Linked DNA regions of Mus musculus: region 1 is linked to region 2. The links are chromatin contacts, called in public Hi-C maps. All regions are on one chromosome and are shown on one strand. The core of a region is the stretch at or near the end of the contact, and the rest is flanking DNA. Distances in the headings are between cores, read along the strand shown.

The links. A called contact is a pair of places that touch in the nucleus more often than the background predicts.
Region 1: a contact with region 2 is called in a Hi-C map of liver, with 2.4 times the contacts expected there. The contact joins two enhancer-like sites. A contact is called at or near these places in 2 of 39 promoter capture datasets (both in liver), 4 of 484 Hi-C or Micro-C datasets (liver, nephron progenitors and uterus) and 2 of 115 datasets of contacts at active chromatin or transcription factors (liver and pancreatic cancer cells).

Annotation. Positions count from the first base shown.
Region 1 is chr17:4,973,965-4,976,891 of GRCm38.p6, forward strand. No RefSeq gene overlaps it. Among named protein-coding and RNA genes, the nearest start is that of Gm41517, 7.3 kb to the left of the region's middle. Within about 2 kb of position 1,352, at least 56 of the 459 cell types and tissues checked have an H3K27ac peak or open chromatin away from gene starts, as enhancers often do. A contact at or near this core is called in liver, where this site is marked.
Region 2 is chr17:4,867,172-4,869,914 of GRCm38.p6, forward strand. No RefSeq gene overlaps it. Among named protein-coding and RNA genes, the nearest start is that of Gm34507, 40 kb to the right of the region's middle. Within about 2 kb of position 1,455, at least 53 of the 459 cell types and tissues checked have an H3K27ac peak or open chromatin away from gene starts, as enhancers often do. A contact at or near this core is called in liver, where this site is marked.

The DNA of each region.
Region 1 (2,927 bases), core at 102-2,601, 110 kb after region 2:
TCTGTTATTTTTGAGACAATGTTGGGTACATGCAAATTCAGGATTGTTATAATTTCTTAGCGGTTGTTATAATAATTATTATTAACATTACCATTAGTGTGTGTGTGCATATGTGTGCATGTGTGTGTGCATGTGCGTGTGCGCGTGTGTGTGTGTGTATGTGTATGTGTAGGGATGTCCGTGCAATAACGCTGCACAGAGGGCAGAGGACGGCTTATGGGAACTGGCTCTTTCCTTCTATTCATGGCTCTCAGAGACTGATTTCAGGTGCTCAAGATTATGCAGCCACTCTTTTTTCTTTCTTTCTTTCTTTCTTTTTAATTTAATGATGACCCTCTTAGGCTGAATGTTGGTGCCTAAAGTATATTAAACATAATTGATATGCCACCACCTTTACCAGCTTAGTATTTATCTGGCTTTTATTTCCCATAGTTCTTTCTCCTGCAGATGTGAAGGTTCATGAAATGGCTCTATCGCAGTTCAGGTGATCTCTATTTTGAAGCAGATGGGCTCGTTTGCATTTGTTACAACTGCTAATTTTGTATTTATTTCCAGCATCTTAGTTTATGTTTTCTATTTGCCTTTTTTTAATCTTTAAATTACACTCACTTTTGTATGTGTGCAGGTGCGTGTGCACATGTGTGTGGGGAGCCATAAGCATGGCTGGAACACAAGGAAGTCGCTCCGTTCCTTCCTCACCAGTGGGATGCAGCCGGACCCACTAATGATTATTTTCACGATCTTGTTTATCCTCTTTTGATCTCAGAGCTATCATTTGGAATCGGATCTTCCAACTCGCGTGGATCAGCCCAGGCTCCGGAGGAAGCAACAGCTTCAGAGGGGCTTTAGGTACTGGGTCCCAGTGTCCCAGCGACACTCTGCTTTCTGCGGACTCTGTGGAACATGAATGTTATCCCCAGGAGGAGAGTCCAGCCAATTTGTGGCTCCACTCCCAGCTCAAGAGCCATGTGACTTGGCTACATAGCTCCCTTGGCACACCCCGCTGCCAAGAACAGCCCTGGCAAGGTAGGTCTGAGTGAAACACGGGGTGTGGTTTAAAAAAAAAAAAAATGCAGTTGGCCTGACTGGCTTGCTGTGACGGTGACTTCAAAAGACTGGAGCGATCTGTGGACTCAGCGCCATCAGCAGTAATGAGTTGAGAAGCTAAAATAAACTTTTCTCAAACATAGCTGATACAACAACAACAACAACAACAACAACAATCTCCCCCCACCACCACCACCACCAAAAAAATAAAACAGTTTAACCATATTAGAAAAAAACTGTTTATTTAAAAGGCTGACCTGTCTTTCTAGCTTAGTTCTTCTATTTTAAAGCCGTGGTCATAGTAAGGGTGGTGGTTTCAAAGAGCATGTGCCTAAAAAGTGTAAGGAGTACCATGAACTACAGGGAGGCTTGTTAACTCTAATTAAAATAAAAAATAAAAATTAGGCCAGGCACAGTGGTACATGTCTTTAATCCTGGCACTGAAGAGGCAGAGGCAGGTGGATCTCTGTGTGTTCGAGACCAGTTTGGTCTTTTGTTTGTTTGTTTGTTTTTTCGAGACAGGGTTTCTCTGTGTAGTCCTGGCTGTCCTGGAACTCACTCTGTAGACCAGGCTGGCCTCGAACTTAGAAATCCGCCTGCCTCTGCCTCCCACCGTTTGGCACTTATAATGAGTTCTAGGAAAGTGAGGAGTACAGAGCGAGACCCTGACTCTTACTCTTAATTAATTAATTAATTAAAAATAAAGTTACATTATTGAGTTTTGTGAGATTTTATAACATTTAACTGTAATTGAAGTTAGTGTTTGTTATAGTGCCTATTTGTATGCTAAATGAGCCTAGCCTTTGTGCCTGACTTCTATTGGAGTGTGCCTGGATTATTACTTTAGGAAGCTACTGCTACTTTAGACTACACAACAGTTGTAGCCCTCTTTTTGTTCTGTTTCTTTTTGCTTGCTTGTCTGACAAACTTCTGTTACTTCTGTTTGCTTGTTTTGTCTCGACAGCCACCCCACCCCACCCCCGCCCGCTTGGCCGCCCAGCCCTAGATTCCAGGCCTTGGGTACCTGGGCTTTTCCTACAGTGGTGGGCTTCATGCAGGTCTTCACACTTCCAGAAGAAGCATTTAACTGACCGAGCCATCCCAGATCTTTGTGATTCTTCCCTTTTCTGTGTTCAGTTTTGGTTTTGAGGCAAAGTATCTCACTGTCCTGGAACTCTCTGTGTGAGCTAGGCTGGCCGGCCTGTGAGCTGAGGGGTCTGCCTGCCTCCTGCCTCCCTCTCTCCAGGGCTGATATTAAAACCCAGGATGCCACACCAAGCCTTTGCACGTGGGTCCTGAGGATACACAACTTGAATCCTTAGGTTTTCCAGGCATGGCTTTACTAACTGAGCCATCTCCCTGGCCTCAGAAAATAATATCTTTTTTAAATTATCAAAGTTATAAAGAATAATAAAGATCCAGACATGGCAAGGCACACCTGTAATCAGGGAGGTGCAGGCAAAAGTTCAGGGCCAAGGAAGAGAGAGGGAGGAGATCTCCATGAATCTGAGGCTATCGTGGTCCACAGAGTGAATTTCAGTCAGCCAGAGGTATAAGTAAAATCGAGTTTTTCTTCCCAACCGCTTAACTCCCAGAAATAAAGACTCGATAATTGTTTACTGATAAATGTGTATGCCATAAGCTTTGGCTTACTCTCCAACTAACTCTCAACTTATTATCCTCTAATTCTAAGCTAGATTCAGCTACATGGCTGGTTCCCTCTCCTTATCTTCTTACATCCATCTCCTTGGCAACCCCAAAAACCTCCCATGTTCGTCTATCCCAGAATTCTCTGTATCCCTGCTGGATGTTCCACCTCCTATTTCCTGCCTCAGCTCATTGGCTGTAAGCTTTATTTATTGGCAGGTGATGCTTGTAAG
Region 2 (2,743 bases), core at 205-2,704:
AGATAGTATCTTAAACCTACTCCAGGCACAGCTGTTGTCCAAGTCTCTGTCTACCTCTCCACCTGCAGGTAATCTCCAAGTCTTGGCACATGCCCGCACCATGCTGGGCTTTGTGGGTTATTCCGCTCACTTCTCATGGCACCTCCTTTGGCATCTGTACCATTACTACACCACTGCTGCAGACCAGGGAAAGAGCTTGCCCAACTTAGCCCAGCCAACACAGATCAGAGCTTTAGTGGGCAGCCATGTGATCCAACTCAGGCCTATTCACCTTAGACCGTGAGGCTCCTACCGGGTTTTAAGGAGCAACCAGGAAAACTGAATACATTTCTACCCTCAAATATGAAAGCCAACTAGTTTAAACTCTTATCAACCCTGTAGAGTGAAGGTATACCCAATTGTCTAGTCAGCCTTATTTAGCAGATGTCAAAGCAAAAGGAATACAGAAATAAGGTTCATAAGTGAGCAAAATCCCTATTAGAAAATTAAACTTATGAGGTAAGGCTATGAACTCAATGTCTTTTAATTGCACTAAGATTGAACATCTAGGATGAGCCAATTCAGCCAATGACAAGGGAGGAGAGCTCACAGGGGTAGAGCCTCCTGCTCACAGGAGGGTATTCTCAAGTTTCTCTGTGAAGCTTGTCGGTTCTCTCCTTGTGGACGCCAACTTATCCCTCTGGTCTGAATCCAGATTCCCCACCCTGCCTTGGACTCGTTTCCTTTCTGTTTAGCAGAGATAGACGTGGTTTGTGAGGGTTTTTTTTTTCTTTCCTGCTTCTTTCCTGTTCACATTCACCCCACTTCTTTCCTCTCCCCTCTTCCCCTCATGTATGATAAAGAGCTGTCGCTCTACTTTTTCTAAAACCAGCCCCTTCTATCCAGCTTCTCTGCAGGCTGGCCTCTGCTTGGAAACCTGCACTACCCTCTCCTCTTAATGAACACAATAAATAAATAAATCTAAAACTGTGGCAGGAGAGTAAAGTGGAGAGAGAAGAATTAATATTGGCATAGGAAACAAGCCAGTTGGCAGAAACACTGGAAACCGCAGCCGCCAAGGCCAACCTGGAACAGAGCATGCGCCAAGGCCAACCTATAACAGAGCATGCGCCAAGGCCAACCTGGAACAGAGTATGCACAGGAATGCACACACTTGGAAATGACCCAAAAACCTGTGGTACTGCAATAGAAAAACCCCAATCATTTATATAGTCTTTGCTATTGAAAGTCTAACCTTTCCTGACTGGGTAGCCCTTCTCCTTGCCTCCAAAGGCTTTATTAACTAATTCTCTCTGTGTCTACCACTATCCACATGCGGCAGCTCCGAGTCCTTATTGAAGGGCATAGAACCTGGAAGTGCCAACAAGAGCCTTCCAGTTCCCGATATCTTCCTAGCATACAGCCTTCCTTCTGCCCATGCCACTCCCTGTTGCAAAGTTTACAAAACTCCCTGACTCACAGGAGTTGCCCCGGGTGTCACTCGCCTAGATTCCCCGGCGCTTTCCCCTGGATGTTAACTGCGGGTGTATAAGGTACTGAAATTGTTCCCACCCAGTTTGTTTGAAGGATACCACCCTAGTACCTCCTAATCTGTACCCTGACGACCCAAGCCGTCAGCTACCAGCTCAGCCTGTGCCCACCACCCACACTTTTGAACATTGTACGCATCTGCCCCAGAAACTTCTTTCTGGCAGGGATCCTGGATAACACCAGAGCTAAGGCAAACTTAATGTCTGAAGATTTCTTAACCTAACTGGTTCTGGCTTTAGGGCTGGCCATGAAAAATCTGGCAGGCCACTTCTAAGGCAGGAATGAAGACTCGGGATAACCCGCTAAGGGACAGTCCCAGCTCGTACTTTCTGTTGCTGACCTGACTCATACACCTGCCAACTTCCTGCTGCTCTGGTCCCTGTGCCCAGTATGTGAAGCGTTACTGCAAAGGCCACCAGCCACTTCTGCGGTTGTTCATGTCACCAAGGCTAAAGTCAATGAGAGACAAGATTGATGGCTTGTCCTTGAAAGTGTAACTCATCACCACAGTTTCTGGTGTGCCCCAAATTTTCTGTGTCTAGCTTTCTCCCCAACTCCTAGCGCTTCTAACTTAAAACCAGTACAAAGGAACTAGACTTCCACAGACTTTATGCCAGCTTTCACACTACCCTCTGGTCTAGTTGCTGCCTGAAATCCTATTTGCATGCCCCAGCCAGTGGCCTGGCTTCTCTGATCCAACCTGCCTGGATCCATACTGGTAAGGGCAGGAGACTCTAGGGGACATTAAAACTGGCACTAGCTTATGTAGAATTAGATATGGTTAGGTTTCCAGGCATCAATGTCCTGTCACTGACAGTAAAGAGAGGCCATTAGTAACCTGTGGTACACAATAGCAAACATATTCACTAAACTATCACTTACAAGACAAGGCTTTGGGTGTCCACATGGTGGTTGCTACAATACATGCGGTCAAAATAAGAAGTGTGTGATGCAGTTGCTTGCCTTAAAGAATTTAGCAAAAGAAAAAGATTCATTGAGGGCTTTTAGTTCACAGCTTTACTAGCTAAGAGACCAGAAAGCTCCTCAGACCATCCCAGAGGAAGACTTATCTCCTAGAATCAAAGCTTCTAAGATCCAACCCTAAGTCCAACCCAAAAATGCAATGCATGCAAGAGCCCTGAGTAGCACCCAGGTCAGAGCTTCCGGCCCATGGATGTAGCCCTTTCTTCCTGTCTGTTTCTCTCTGAGCTCT